Linked DNA regions of Mus musculus: all the other regions are linked to region 1. Evidence: chromatin contacts called from public HiChIP or PLAC-seq and promoter capture Hi-C data. All regions are on one chromosome and are shown on one strand. The core of a region is the stretch at or near the end of the contact, and the rest is flanking DNA. Distances in the headings are between cores, read along the strand shown.

Region 1 (2,847 bases), core at 253-2,752:
AAAGATTTATTTTATGTATATGAGTACACTGTAGCTATCTTCAGACACAACAGAAGAGGGCATTGGATCCTATTACAGATGGTTGTGAGCCACCATGTGGTTGCTGGGAATTGAACTCAGGACTTCTGGAAGAGCACTCAGTGCCCCTAACCACTGAGCCATCTCTCCAGCCCGAAGTGTTCTTTTTAAAAAAATGATTTAATTTTGTGAGTATACGTGTGTGCCTGAGCATAGATATGTACTCATGTTCATGCAGGTGCCTGGAAAAGCAAGAGGAGGGCATCAGATGCCCCGGCCCTGGAATTACAGGTGGTTATGAGCTATCCAACTTGAGTGCCAGAAATCAAACCAAGAGCACACAAGCTGAAAGTGCCCGTAACCACTGACTCGCCTCTCTAGCTCCCCACCTCCCCCTTTAAAAGAAACTTTTTAAAGGTTTATTGATTTAATGTGTACGAACGTTTTGCCTGTGTGTATGTATGTGCACCATGTGCCCCTTGGAGGTTGAAAGAAAGTCCTGGATCCCCAAGAACTGGAGAAGGGAGAGTTCTGAACAGCCACATAGATGCTGAGAACTGAATCTAGGTCCTCTGCAAGAACAGCAGATGCTCTTAACTGCTGAGTCTTCTCTCTGAGCCCCACTCCCTTTTAAAATGTAACCTAGGCTGACGCTGAACTTTGCAGGTAGGTCTGGCCTGGAGTTTCTAATACTCCTGCTACTATCCTTGAGTGGCAGAGGCATCAAACGTGGTTTCTCTCAAGACTCCGAAGCCAAATTTGGTGCTCAGTGGGCCTTCTTTGGAGCATGTATAGTCATAATTTTTAAATTATAGGAAGGGCATGGGGGTGTAGCTCCGTGGTAGAGTGCTTACCTAGTTTGTGTGAGGCTATGGGTTTGTTCCCCCAGCATTGACAACATCGCCTCATTTGTTCACTATTTTATCGACAGTTCCAGGTATATCAAGGCAATAGTTAAAAACATTTGCTAAAGAAGGGAGGATGGTGTCAAAGCCATAAACTTCCTCCACTAACCACACAATCCTAGGAAGGGTTTCAAGTTCCTTGTTCTCAGTTAAACACTGCCGTTTCCTTACCTGGAAAACAACGTAATTTAGGAGAGTCGGTATGGCTTTTATGAAAGTATGACTTCCTACTGAAGCTGGAGAGACATCACCTTTACAACTCTTTTTTTTTTTTTTTTTTTTTTTTTTTTGTGGTGGCACACGGCTTTAATCCTAGCATTCCGGAAGAAGAGGCAGGCGGATCTCTTGAATTCCAGGACTGCATAGTAAACTCTATATCAAAAAAGAAAACTCTTTGTTAATCTAAATATGCTAATTCATCAGACAAGCAAATAACTTAATCTTAAACGACGTAACCACTCTTAAATTCTTTTAGATAACCAAGAAAAGGTGGGGCTTGCCGTCACTATTTTGATAGGTCAGAGGGCGGAGCTTAACTCAGAACGTAAATTCCTGAGCCTAAACACGCGAGGGGACCCATTTACGGCCGGACCAAGATGGCGGCTACCAGTGAGGGGCCGCTGTTTGCTGCGAGTATTGAAAAGACTTGGGGTTCAGTCGTTCGTTCCCCTGAAGGGACACCCCAGAAAGTTCGGGAGCTGATAGATGAAGGAATTGTCCCGGAAGAGGGAGGCACAGAACCGTGAGTCATCTAGGCTGTGAGCGCTGGAGTGGCTTGGGGAGCAACCGCTTGGAGCAGGGGGCGGGGGACGCAACGGGTCCCTTCATCCGTGACTTGGTGGGCGAGGTAGAATTCTTCCTGAGCTCTGAAGAAGGCTGGCCTTCTCTGTTGCTCGGCTTCGGTAGCTTCTGGATGTACCTGATTCCGTATCACCAGCGAAATTTTGTAATAAACCTTTTTTTTTTTTTTTTTAAATTTATTTATTTTACATATGAGAATAGCATTGTCACTGTCTTCAGACACACCAGAAGAGGGCATTGAACCCAATTATAGATGGCTGTGAGCCACCATGTGGTTGCTGGGAATTGAACTCAGGACCTCTGGAAGAGCAGTCAGTGCTCTTAACCACTGAGCCATCTCTCCAGCCCTTTTTTTTTTTTTGAGAGAGAGAGAGAGAGGACGGTCTTAAAGGTATAGAGCAAATTACACGGGATTGTAAATGAAGCAATCACACAGTAAATAGTTAGCAAGATAGTAAAATGAAATTATGTGATAACATGTCGTTTCCCTCCTTCACTCCTTCCTTCCTTAATTAAATAGTTTATACTGGGCTGGGAATTAGATAGCTTAGCGTGCACTCAGCTCAAGATTTGATTTCTAGCACTTTATTAAACTGGTAGTGGTATCATACAACATTTATTTATTTATTTATTTATTCTTGGTTTTTCAAGACAGGGTTTCTCTGTGTAGCCCTGGCTGTCCTGGAACTCACTCTGTAGACCAGGCTGGCCTGGAACTCAGAAATCCACCTGCCTCTGCCTCCCAAGTGCTGAGATTTCAGGCATGCGCCACCATTGCCCGGCATCATACAACTCTTTTAAGTTCTTGGAACTCTCCGTGCCAGGCTAATTTGAGGCCCTGTGACCCGAGAGAGGTGTAGAGAAGAGGGAGAGGAGAAAAAGAGAGTTAATATCTAGTAGCATGTCTACAAACAATCATAATTTTGAATTAGTAATACCATGAATACTATTTCAAAATATAGTCAGCCTTAATGTGAATAAATTTTTTTCTCTTGGTGACAAATTCACAAATATTTTTCTTTCTTTCTCTTTCTTTTAAATGTATTCATTTGTTTTATGTATGTGAGTACACTGTAGCTGTCTTCGGACAAACCAGAAGAAGGCATCAAATCCCATTACAGAT
Region 2 (2,707 bases), core at 143-2,642, 880 kb after region 1:
AGGCAGGGACTTCTTTGGCTGGATTTACAGCCCCACCCTCCGTGTCCCTCTGCTGTGAACATGGGGCCCCATCCTGCCTTCCCAGCTGCACAGAGCTGTTTCCCAGTCCTAGGCTCTGGACCATTTTCCTATTTCCTCACTTTGGGCTCCTCCCCTGAAGTAAGCCCAGGGCTTCCTACTCCTGCTGAGCCCTGAGTCCAGACTTTGGAAAAGGAGCCCAGCCAGCCAGAGAAGGGAGGCTGGGCATTTGGCCTGCATCTGGTGTAGATGTGGTCGGTGGGCTCCAGGAGAGAGATGTGGAAGTGAAGAGTGGGTGCTTTTAATCAACACTGACTGTTGTTTGTTCTGAGTTCTTACCATCTGACAACCCCTCCCCTCCCAGTGTGTGTGTGTGTGTGTGTGTGTGTTTGTGTTTCATTTAAGATTTCATTCACATATCCCAGGCTGGTCTCAAACCTGCTCTTGTAGCTTATGGTGGCCTTGAATCCTCCCATCTCCTTGCTTCAACTGGGAAAGCTGGCATTGCGGGTGTATGCCACCACACCAATTTCCATAGCAGGCTTCTTGCAGTTCAGCTCCCTGGATTCTTAATTTAGGTGACTTTGTCTGCTGCTCACTGTACTGTGGATGCTGGTTCCACTGCTTATAAACGGGATAACAGAGGCCCTGCGGGAAGTTAGGGGTTATATATTTAGTTTGGGGGGCTTAGACGGGATTAGGGTGGAGCAAAGGTTGGAAGGGAAACAGGTATACGAGCCCAATAAAACAGAACAAAAGAAAGAAGGAAAGAAAGAGAGAAAGGAAGGAAGGAAGGAAGGAAGCAAGCAAGGACGAGAGAGAACTATGTTAACATACATCACATACGTGCCTGGTGCTGGGGAGGTCAGAGGTGGGCGTTGGATTCCCTGAAATAGAAATTATAGATGATGGTGAGCAGCCACGTGGGTGCTATGAACGGAACTCAAGTCCTCTACAAGAGCAGCAAATGCTCTTAACCACTGAACCATCTCTCCAGCCCCTTGCAGAGGGTTTTCAGTCCAGCTCAGCCTTCTGTTCCCATAAGCCCATGAGGTGGAAGTAAAGTCACTGGGACTGTCACTGGGACCCCCTAGAGGATGAGCAACCCCAAAGGGCAGGGACATGGTTGCTCCTGGTCGCTTACCCCGCACCCAACTTCCTGCAGAGCTTGGAAGACTGCTATGGGTCAGGATCCTCAGGGGAACGGGGTGGGGTGGGGTGGATTGGGGTGGGGTGGGGTGAGAAGCCCTAGGTGCGATAGGGGAGCGGGCACCAAGGGGCGGAGAACCGCGGAGCCCTCCCTGAACAAAGACTGGGTGGGCGGCGGCTTGAGTCTCCGCACCCCGCCTCCCGCAGCGCCGGCTGAGCACAGACCTAAAGCGAGGCGGGTCGAGCGAGCATGGCGGGGGCTCGGGCGGCGTTGCTACCACTGCTCCTGCACCTCGGGAGCCTGGCGCTGGCCGCGCGGGGTGAGTCGGAGCGTCCTGGGTGTGCCCCAACTTATGGCTCAGCCCAGCAGACCGTCGGACCGGGCCAGACCACTTCTCCATCCCCGCCTGGGTTGCGCGTCGCTGGCCGGCCTTGGTGCTCTCTCTCCGTCCTCCCCGTCGGTGGGCGAGCAGGGTGGGGGCAGGGCGGCCAGACAGGGATTGCTGAACTGGGCCGGGTCCTTCTGTGGTCCCTGCCAAGGAGTCCTAAGTAGCGGTGAAGCAGAGGCTGTCCTGGCATCTGAGTATCTGAAGTTAATTATTTGTATTGAGGAGAGGGGGAGGGGAGCGCTCTCTGTGGGAAATGACTTAGTCCTGTCCGGCTTGCACTTATGGTTGGTCTCTGCAAAAGCAGAGTAGGAGGAGGGTAAGGGGAAACCTGAAGACAGTTTCTGGGGAGCAACCAGATTCGTGCCACTTCCAGGACTTTCTGCAGATCTTCCAGGAAAAGGGACTGAGCCTGTCTTCAGCTGGGGATCCAAGAGGACACCCTGAATGGCTCCTCGGCCCCCTCCGTTGTGCCTGCTTAAGCAAAGCGGGAGGAGCTGGTTGGGTGCTGGGGCTTTAAGGGTTGGGTCGCTAGAGGAGGTCACGCTTGGGGTTTCAGATACTGAGACCCCGCCCGCGAGCATCATCCTTGTGGATGGAAGTTGGGCAGGGAGACCATGTCAAGACAGTGCCAATTTCTGGGGACAAGGTGAGAACAGAATGCATGGGATGCTGGTGGTGTGAAGGTAGACCGGCTGGGACCTGTGGTGGGGAGAGCTGTATGGCGGTGGGGTGGAAAGCTGGGCAGTGCTGTGGTGACAGATGAAGTCTTAACTTGCTGCTTGGCGCCTTGTGCTGTGGAGAGAGGACAGACTGCAGTAGGAGACTTTCTCTTCAGCTTCTGTGAAGACAGTGGGATGGGGGTGGGGGTGGGGGAGGCCGTGGATTATGAGACAACTGAGGGAAACCAGAGACTGGTGGGAACTAAGGGATACCGGAGAGTAGCACTGAACCCCAGAGTTGGGGTGGCATTTATTGAGCCCCGGAAATTGGGCTGGAACGTCCTCCTCTTTATGGTGACAGTAGAAAGAAAGGAGCAGGTGACATCCCCCTGCTTCGCAGGCCTAGTGTCCCTGGGAGAAAGACTTTCAGTTACTCCAGCTCTTCCTGATTGAGTTGCCGCTGTGAGAAAGAAAGGCCAGACATCTCCTTCA
Region 3 (2,861 bases), core at 3-2,502, 860 kb after region 1:
TCCAGCCTCCGTCAGCCCCGTCCACATCCTTTCTGGTCCTGATCACTTATCCTCACTTTGGAGTTCAGGCCAGGTCGTTCCCTCCTGATCATCCCGGCAGACTCCACCCGGGGCATAACGCGGAGGGAAGGGGGGTGGGGGTGGGAAGGAACCTGGGTCAGCCCCTGGAGTCATCGCGGGGTTACTGGCTTAGTGTCCGTTCCTGGTCCGCTCCTCTGGACCGGGACGTGTCCGCCTTGCTATGCCAGGAGGAGGCCAAGAAAGCCCCCACTTCCACCCCTGCTACTAGGTACCCGCTCTGGGTCCTCTGGAGGTTCGAGAGACACCTGGAGTCTGGGAGACATCTGCACCGAGGGCGAATACTGGCCCGGGACATCTCTCCGCCTGCGTTTCGGCCCAACTACACTTTCCCTTCACGTTCAGATTCTAAGTTGTTACTTCTTAAGTTTAGGGGCAGGCCGTCAAGAAACTAGACCAAGCATTAATCAGCCCCCGCCCCGATTCTTCTCAACAGCTAAGAATAAATCGTCGTCCCCTTTTGAGCTACGAGTCAAGGAGCAGAGCCTCTATTTGACAACGTCTCCCCTCAAACTCTATTCCCACAGATTCCTGTCCTTGGCTTTAAGATCCTTGGGAGGGATCGCTGCTTGACACCTCAACCTCTTTAGTCGAAAAAGTGAGGTGTGGCCGGGGAGGAGAGACGAGCTGTGTGCCGACAGGGTCGGGGTCGGAAACTCGCTCCTCCCTGGTCCCCGCCAGACTGTGACAGGGCGCTTGGCATCCTTGACCCTGGCGAGGCGCAGTGGGGATGTCCACTGGGCCCTTGGGACTTTCCCCGAGCATGCGAACGTTGGCGGCCGGAGCCCGGCACTCCGAGCTGGCCTGGTGCGGAGCGCCTTGGAGCCATTCGCGCTGGCCCGGCGCCGCCTTCGATCATCGCCCACCGCGGAGGAGCGGGATCCCGACCCCGCTGGCCCCGTTGGCAGGTGCCCGGGGCGTGCAGGTCGCCGTGGGTCGGAGCCGTGGCTTGGCTGAAGCCCGGGGCTGTTCCCACCGCCCTCGGGGCGAGGAGCCCAACACAGCCCACAGCCCCGGGACCTACCTGTTTGCTGTGCGCCCGCGGGGAGCCTGGAGCCCCGGCCTGGCGCTGCGGCCGAGCTGAGCTCTCGCCGAGCTGCACCGCCCGCGGGTCGCCCAGCCCGCCCCGCACTTCCGCATCGCGCCGCCCCCGCCCGGGGCAGCGCCCCGCCCCGCCCCTCGCCACCACCCCGCGCCCCGGGCCCCTACCCATCCACCGCCCACCGCGGGGAAGCCCGGGGCCTCCGCGAGACCGCAGACAGCTCGGCGCCCCTCGCCGGGCTCCTTTGGGAATCCGGGGAGACAGAGTCATCCATCACCCAGTCCCCAGATACCCTGTAGCCTGTCCTCACCTAGTCCGCGCCCGCCTGGAGCTGGAGATCCGCTGCGCGCGGGCGTCGATGGAGCCACACTCCAGGGCATTGGGAGACCCCTGAGAGCTCCCTTTCAACATACCTTGGGCCACTCTGTCTCCTCAGCCTTAACACTGGCCCTCCGGACCGCTCCAACTCACCATGTGACTGACAAGCCCACCTCTTCTTTTGCCCTTACCTTCACCGTGGTTTGGGTTTGCCCTTTGAGCGGGTTCCCACCCCCACCCCGACCTCCCGGTTCCATAAACGGGCCTTCCTGTCCGAGTCGATGCTGGCCTCAACTTCCACACATCCTGTTCATGTAGGAACATTATTCGCTGATTCTCACTCTTCAACTTTTGGGTCAGCATCATATTATTTGATAGTCTAAGTGTTTTTTCCAGGAAGGTCTACCCCTTCCTTGAGTCAGCTTTTGGTTTGTTGTGTTTTGGTGTAATTTGTTGATTGGTTTGGAGGAGGGGTGGAGACGACTTCCAGAGTCTTTCCGTTTGATTTTTCCATATGATTTTAACGTCTAATTTCCACTGAAATTCAGCTTAGTTGGGAACCAACCCTGTCTTGCATGGTTCATGATCTATAGTAATTTTTATTTTTATATTTGTATTTTACTGATAATGGAACCCAGGACCTTGCACATTCTAAGCAAGCACTGTGCTACTAAGTGCCTGCCTTCTCTGCCCTGTCATAATTCTAAAGGGTTATTGTATTTGTTTCTTGGGTTTTAACTCTTTTAAGGGTAAAAAGTTGTGTTGCCGGTGCTGGTCTCCAACTCCAGGAATCAAACGATTTTCCTGGCTCAGATGCCTTGAGTAGCTGAGATTTGGTGTAGCATCGCAGGCAGCTTAACTAAAGATATAAGCACATATATTTTAAATGTTTACCATCTTAATTCTTTTTAGTGATTTATTTTATTTTTTATGTATATGAGTATTTTGTCAGCATGCATGTGCATCGTGAACATGCAGTTCCTGCAGAGACCAGAAGAGGGCGCTGGATTCTCTGGAACTGGAGTTAGAGACTGTTGTGAGCGAGGGGGTGTGGGTGCTGAGATCTGAATCCAGGTCTACTGCAAGAACAGCAGATGCTCTTAACTACCAAGCTATCTCTTCGGTCCTAGAGATATTTTTAATACACAAATATTCTGAATGAATTGTTAAATTAAAATGTTATTACATTTATTTTGTGTGTACATCTGTGGGTACACATAAGCATGAGTATGTCAGAGGACAACTTCAGCCAGTTCTCTCCTTCATATGCCTGGCCCAGGGACTGAACTAAGGCTGTCAGGCTTGCCAGCCATCTTGTTTACCCCCCCCCCCCCCACACACACACCCCATTGTTCACTTTAGCTAGCAAGTAAAATATATACATTGTAGACATACTGTTTACCCTCTACATTTAAAGCCTTAG
Region 4 (2,841 bases), core at 53-2,552, 540 kb after region 1:
CTGAGGCTATGCCAAATAACCCAAAGTCAGAGCAAGCACATGCTCACAGTGGAAAAGGCATCAAGGTAGGACTTCTGGAGGTCAAAGTCAGAAAGCACACACATAGAGAAGTCACTATGTGTACAAGCTTCAAGCATTTGGAACCTAGAGCCACAAGGCACAGGGCAATGAATTAGAAAATCCTCGAAGATTGTTCCTGTGACTTCCTATGTCTTGGGCAAATCACCTGATGACTCTCATGACAAACTGAGGGGAAAAGTGGACTATGAAAAGATCCAAACATTCAAGCCCAACATTCAGTATTTCTGATCCACTTAGTGTCTCTGAGGCCATAAGAAAATGCAGTCATGATTCTTTAGTCACAGAAGCTATTGGTTATTAAAGGCTAAAGTTCCTAGCCACCTGGGTTCAAAGATCAATCTACTTAGTTATGAGGTTGGTTTGAATTGGTAGGCCTCAGATGTCCCATACCTGGTTATGGTTTGGATGTGTCGAAGACTTGGTGACCAGATTGTGGTGACCAGCAAAGTGCTCATATGACCATGGATGAAAATCTGAAACCATGACACAAAATGACCTTCTCCTTTATAAGCTGTTTGTGTCAAACATCTTGTCAGAACAGGATGCTACCACGCCTCCTCAAGCTTGAAATGCCAATGATAGCAGGACTTGAGCCCTCCCTCCCGTCTCCCATCCTCACTCATGGGAGGACTCTCACCTCTCAGTTTCCTCATGTTCTGAAACTGGTGAAGATTTAACAGGCTTTAGGTTAGCTCCAACACTTTCTGGGCTATCATCAGGCAAACCAAATACTTTTTAAAGCCTTTGTTACCTCATCTGTTAAAACATGATAACAATACTATTCTTATAACGTTGGTTTTTAAAAAGGTTTTATGTGTGTGAGTATTTGCTTGTATATATGTACATGCACTGTATGTGTCCAGTGCCCGGGGAAGCCAGGGAGGGCAGCAGATCCCCTAGAACTAGAATTATAGATGGCGTAAGCTGCCATCTTGGTAGTGGGAACCAAACCTGGGTACTTAAAGGAGTAAGTGCTCTTAACTGTTGAGCCATTGTTCTAGGCCTTATATTTTTAAAATAAAGATTAATATGCATGTTTACATAAACCCAGTACCAGGAAGCTACACTGGCCTTAACCAGGTATAGCAGAGTAGCATTAGACTGCCTGGCCAAGCCTCTCCACTCACTGTGTAACTTGAACAATTACCTAGTCTCCTTGTGCCTATTTACTCCTCTGTTAAAGGGAAGTTTTGAGAGGATCAAGTAAGTTAATAAGTAAACAGCAGAGTAGGGCACAGGGGCGATGACTCACTGGGTAGTGAGCTTCCTGCCAAGCCTCACAACCTCAGCTCAATGTCTGTAATCCAAATATCCAAACGGTGCAAGGAGAGGACCCACCCCGGGAAGCTGTCCTCTGACCTCCATACAAGTACCACTGCACATATTTTACACACACACACAAACACACACACACACACTCACACACCCCAAACAAACAAACAAAATGATAAATGAAAACAAAACAAAAAAGCAGAACCAGACGTAGTGACCCACATCAGTAATCCCACAGTCAGGAGGCAGGGCTGGAGAATATGGCTAGGCTATATGAAACCTTGTATTAAAACAAATAAAAATGGTAAAAAGTACTCAAAAGAGCAAGGACAGCTGGATGCTCCTAGGGCGGTATGAACTTTACTATTATTGCTATTATTCCACCTGTGGAGGCCCACAGAGATGCTGAATTCACTTACATATACACGACTGTCAGTACCTTCTTTATTTTAAATCTCATCAAATCACTTTCTTCTTTATAATGCTCCAAAACTGCCTTACTTTACTCAAAACGAAGTCCCAAGGAGCATTATAAAGGAGCATGCCCGAAGCTCACTCGCCTGGTCGCAGCAGTACAGCAGCAAGACACAAGAGGATTCTTGTCTCAAAACAAACATAGAAGGCAAGAACTGAGTTTGGAAAGTTGTTCTTTGACCTCCCCACACATGCTATGGCAAGCATATATATGTGTGCACTCACATACCATACACATACACAAATAAAAAGGTTAAACATAGACTCAAGTCCACAAATTACTAAATAACCCCTGTCATAGTCCACATTAATATGGATATGGCAGTTGGTCATATTTGCTTATTTCCACACTAGAGTTTAAGCTCTCCCTGAGATTAGCGTCTTATTCCTGTATTTCAGGTGGTTAACGCTTACAAGACAAACAGTGAATGCAAGCTGCTGAGAGAAGATGATTCTAGGACAGGGACCTCAGAGGGAAGGAGAAGGAAAGGAGACAGGTGTGAGGAAGAAGTGACAAGGCAAACAGAAACAGGCATAACCAAGCTGTGACCAGGGAGGCAGCTGTGTACCCTCCTGCCACTTACTAATCCAACCAGGTCTCTCAGATAAGCAATTAAGCCGTTAGAGACTGCAGTACACTTGAGCACCCAGCTACTGTATTCCCTTCCTGTTACGTCTTTTAACCTGGGAGTGGAGTGTGGACTTAAACCCACAATTCTCCTGACATAGCAAATTCAGACATACTTAGGTCAGGGTTCAGTCCGCCTCAAACCTGCCTCCAAGAAAAGTCAAGGTTTATCTTAAAACTTCTGAAACCCTAAAAAAAACAGAATGAGAAAGAATTTACATTCAGCATTCTTATGGGATTGGGCACTGAAAGTGGCAGGTAAAAATACTGAAGTGTGTGGTTATTAAATGTCAAATGCATAGTTTTTACTATAGTCTTTCCTTTTAAATAAACTTTCTAGAAACATAATTTATCTACATAAAAAGTACACTGGCACACACGTTTAA
Region 5 (2,823 bases), core at 251-2,750, 920 kb after region 1:
TGCACACCCATTCAGCTAAGTATTTACTCATTAAAAGTCATTCACTGGGCACCTACTTTGTGTCGAGCATGGAGTAGATTTGGCTTGGTGATTTTAGGACCCCTTCCTGTTGGAAACATGGTAAATCCTTGGAAGTAAGATCTGTCCTCCAGTGGCAATGGAGGTCACTTTACTGGTTTGCTAAGAGATCAGTCTCCCAGGTCAGAGCCTGCCACGCTCCAGGCTGTGGGAACTAGTCTCAGCCAGCATCCCTGGACTGGGCTATTTAGGGGAAACAGGTGAGGGCAGTTTATTCCTGAGATTTGGCATAGTAATTCTAGAAAAGGAATGAGGAAAAAAAATAGAGAGTTGGCACCCTCAATTCTAGTCAACAGTGCACTTTCTGGCTTAAAAGGAATGCCTGCACCCAGTTTTAAAAACTACGACCCAGGGTATGATGTGAAGATCTGAAGTACAAAGTCTTTGGGGAAGGCCATACTTCCCAGATGTTTTGCTTATTGTGCGCAAGACAAATGGAAGCCCCATGGCAGACTGCAGGGAGCTGAATAAACAGAGTGGGTAGTAACTTAGAAGACACAGGTAAAGCTGCTTGTTATCCAAGCCCTGTTACTTGAGTTCAATCCTCAAAGCCCATGGAAAGAAAACTGACTCCACAAGTTGTCTTCTGACCTCCATGTGTGCACACCTACCCACGGACACACACAAACGCCGTAATTAAAAAGAAAGAGTTGACCTGGGTTCTGCCTCCTATGGCTAATGTGCCTGTGCCCTAACCAATTGTCCTTTATTTTTCTCACTAGTAACTGGGAATAACCAGTACCTTACAGGACAATTGTAAGCCTCTAAGATAAATGAAGCGTATACACACACACACACACACACACACACACACACACACGCGCCCACTGTCCGGACCTACGCTGGAGGTGGTTAGTTTTCTTAGTCGAAAAGACTAAGGTTCAGAGAATACGCTACAGAGACCCCGGAAGAGGGCTGAACAAGCCGGTCAGCACTGGCAAGAGGCTCCAGGCGTCCAATTACAGCTGGTGCAGACCATAAGCTCCACTCCCCTCCTAAACTGACACACAATCATGTGATGGGGAAAGTTCGTGGACCTGCGGTAGGCCGGACCCCACTGAGCCCCAAAAGGGAACTTAGATGGCGGAGGCCCCTGCTCAGGGTGGACAGACGACTTCCGGGACCATCCCGGTCCCCATCACCACGTGACACCCAGGTTATCAGGCCACCAATTCTCCCCGTGCTTGTAGCAAGCGGAAGGACCCATTTAGGCCTAACAGGCTACCGTACCTGAAAGTGTCTTCGATCTCATTGATGGTGGTATCCTTCTCCACTACCAGGAAATTAGGGTGGCGGTTCTTGTTTAGCTCCCCTATGCCGCCCAACAGGAAACCAGTCACCGTGTCCTCGTCTCCAATCACCGCGATTAGCTTACCTCTGCCCGCCATCCTGTCCGCCGGGCAGAGCGCTTCCCAAACACCTGTGATGCCCCGCCCCCGCAGAGACCCCGCCCTTCAGTCATGCGCAGTTCCCCGCCTCCCGGGCATGCGCATTTAGCAGGAACTCCGCTTAATCTGCGTACTCTTGCGCCATAGAGGCCAGAAACACAAACCACAGAACTACGTCTCCCAGAAGGCTGAGCGTCACAGGCCTCTCTCTGGCATTCTGTCCTTAATTTCTTCTCTCTTGGAAGAAATGCCTTTTGAACCTAGTGTTATTAGAGACCGAGACTTTAGGGGACATACTTTTTTTTTCTTTCTTTTCAGTGTACGTTAGTTTGGTTTTGGCTTTTTTGAGACAGATGGTTACCTATCTCAGGCCGGACTTGAACTTGCAGTGTAGAAGAGGATAGATCCTATTGCTTCTACTTTCCGAATGCTGGTATTATAGGCCTGCGCCATTACACAAAACAGAACAGTGTGTGCTTGATTTGTTTGACTTAAAAAAAAAAAACATCTTTTTGTTGTTACATTTGTGATTTCGGAGGCAGGTGTAGTGTGGCAGTGGAGCAGGCCACAAGTTTGTGAGGTCATAATACACCCTATGAGAGTCACCTTGAGGTTCATCTGGTCAACCCAGTGCTTTTTTTTTTTTAAAGATAGGTCTCAGGGCTGGAAGATGGCTAGGTGGTTAAGAGCACTGACTGCTCTACTAGAGGTCCTGAGGTCAATTCCCAGCAACCACATGGTGGCTCACAACCATCTGAAGACAGTGTCAGTGTACCCACATATATGAAATAAATAAATCTTATAAAAAGATTTATCCAAATATTAGGATTAGGCCAAACTACCTACCCCCTTTTTTTGGTTTTATTTGGTAGTTTGTTTTTTGAAACCTGCTATATGTAGCCTTTTCTGGCCTGGAACTCAGAATGTAGACTAGGTTGGCCTTGAACTTGCAGCCAGTGGTCCTACTGCATCATCCTCCTGAATGCTGGGACTACAGAAATGCACCACTATTTCCTGTCCATTTGTTTGTTTCAACTCTTGCCTCAGTCTGGGATTACAGACATAGGCTACCATAACTGTCCAAGAACAGGTATTTCCTAGCTGGAAGGTCAAGGTCTGAATCGGTATGATGTACACATGCATGCTAACTATGACATGGCTAACAATTACTGAATATATATTAAATTACCAAAGAAATAGGCAAATGAATGATGACACTATGTAGTGCTGTAGAAACCAAGCAAGGCCTCATGTTAGTTCCTAAATTTAGATAATTGCATAGAAACAATCCTAGCACTTAGGAGGTTTGAAGCAAGAAGATTGGCACAAGCTCAAGGCCAGCTTGGGATATTGTCTT

The links. Promoter capture Hi-C pulls out the DNA fragments that hold promoters and counts their contacts. HiChIP or PLAC-seq counts read pairs in DNA pulled down with a chosen protein or histone mark. Capture Hi-C pulls out chosen DNA fragments and counts their contacts.
Region 2: a promoter capture Hi-C map of adipose tissue shows a contact between it and region 1, with 2.3 times the contacts expected there. The contact joins the promoter of Kcp here to the promoter of Zc3hc1 in region 1. A contact is called at or near these places in 3 of 39 promoter capture datasets (the C10 cell line, embryonic stem cells and hippocampal neurons) and 2 of 9 other capture datasets (adipose tissue and liver).
Region 3: a contact with region 1 is called in an H3K4me3 HiChIP or PLAC-seq map of bone marrow-derived macrophages, with 6 times the contacts expected there. The contact joins the promoter of Irf5 here to the promoter of Zc3hc1 in region 1. A contact is called at or near these places in 3 of 39 promoter capture datasets (the C10 cell line, embryonic stem cells and hippocampal neurons), 2 of 115 datasets of contacts at active chromatin or transcription factors (bone marrow-derived macrophages and pro-B cells) and 1 of 9 other capture datasets (adipose tissue).
Region 4: a contact with region 1 is called in a promoter capture Hi-C map of liver, with 4 times the contacts expected there. The contact joins the enhancer-like site here to the promoter of Zc3hc1 in region 1. A contact is called at or near these places in 6 of 39 promoter capture datasets (the 3T3-L1 cell line, 3T3-L1-derived adipocytes, frontonasal cranial neural crest and 3 more), 1 of 15 datasets of contacts at CTCF or cohesin (large pre-B cells), 2 of 484 Hi-C or Micro-C datasets (CD8 T cells and bone marrow-derived macrophages), 2 of 115 datasets of contacts at active chromatin or transcription factors (embryonic basal ganglia and embryonic stem cells) and 3 of 9 other capture datasets (adipose tissue, liver and macrophages).
Region 5: a promoter capture Hi-C map of liver shows a contact between it and region 1, with 2.6 times the contacts expected there. The contact joins the promoter of Atp6v1f here to the promoter of Zc3hc1 in region 1. A contact is called at or near these places in 1 of 39 promoter capture datasets (liver), 1 of 115 datasets of contacts at active chromatin or transcription factors (bone marrow-derived macrophages) and 1 of 9 other capture datasets (liver).

The regions. Positions count from the first base shown.
Region 1 is chr6:30,389,675-30,392,521 of GRCm38.p6, reverse strand. Zc3hc1 (zinc finger, C3HC type 1) reads left to right here and starts at 1,502. Exons shown (of 10, transcript NM_001311086.1): 1 at 1,502-1,665. The coding sequence starts at 1,520.
Region 2 is chr6:29,506,637-29,509,343 of GRCm38.p6, reverse strand. Kcp (kielin/chordin-like protein) reads left to right here and starts at 1,392. Exons shown (of 38, transcript NM_001029985.4): 1 at 1,392-1,487. The coding sequence starts at 1,418. It overlaps Gm26627 (a long non-coding RNA gene), which reads right to left and starts at 2,172. Exons shown (of 3, transcript XR_868831.3): 1 at 1,393-2,172; 2 at 457-905.
Region 3 is chr6:29,525,016-29,527,876 of GRCm38.p6, reverse strand. Irf5 (interferon regulatory factor 5) reads right to left here and starts at 1,252. Exons shown (of 9, transcript NM_012057.4): 1 at 1,103-1,252.
Region 4 is chr6:29,847,487-29,850,327 of GRCm38.p6, reverse strand. All of the region lies in intron 1 of Ahcyl2 (S-adenosylhomocysteine hydrolase-like 2), which reads right to left. Among named protein-coding and RNA genes, the nearest start is that of Strip2, 68 kb to the left of the region's middle. Within about 2 kb of position 1,302, at least 82 of the 459 cell types and tissues checked have an H3K27ac peak or open chromatin away from gene starts, as enhancers often do. A contact at or near this core is called in 3T3-L1-derived adipocytes, adipose tissue, bone marrow-derived macrophages and 2 more, where this site is marked.
Region 5 is chr6:29,466,460-29,469,282 of GRCm38.p6, reverse strand. It overlaps Atp6v1f (ATPase, H+ transporting, lysosomal V1 subunit F), which reads right to left and starts at 1,500. Exons shown (of 2, transcript NM_025381.2): 1 at 1,309-1,500. The coding sequence starts at 1,466.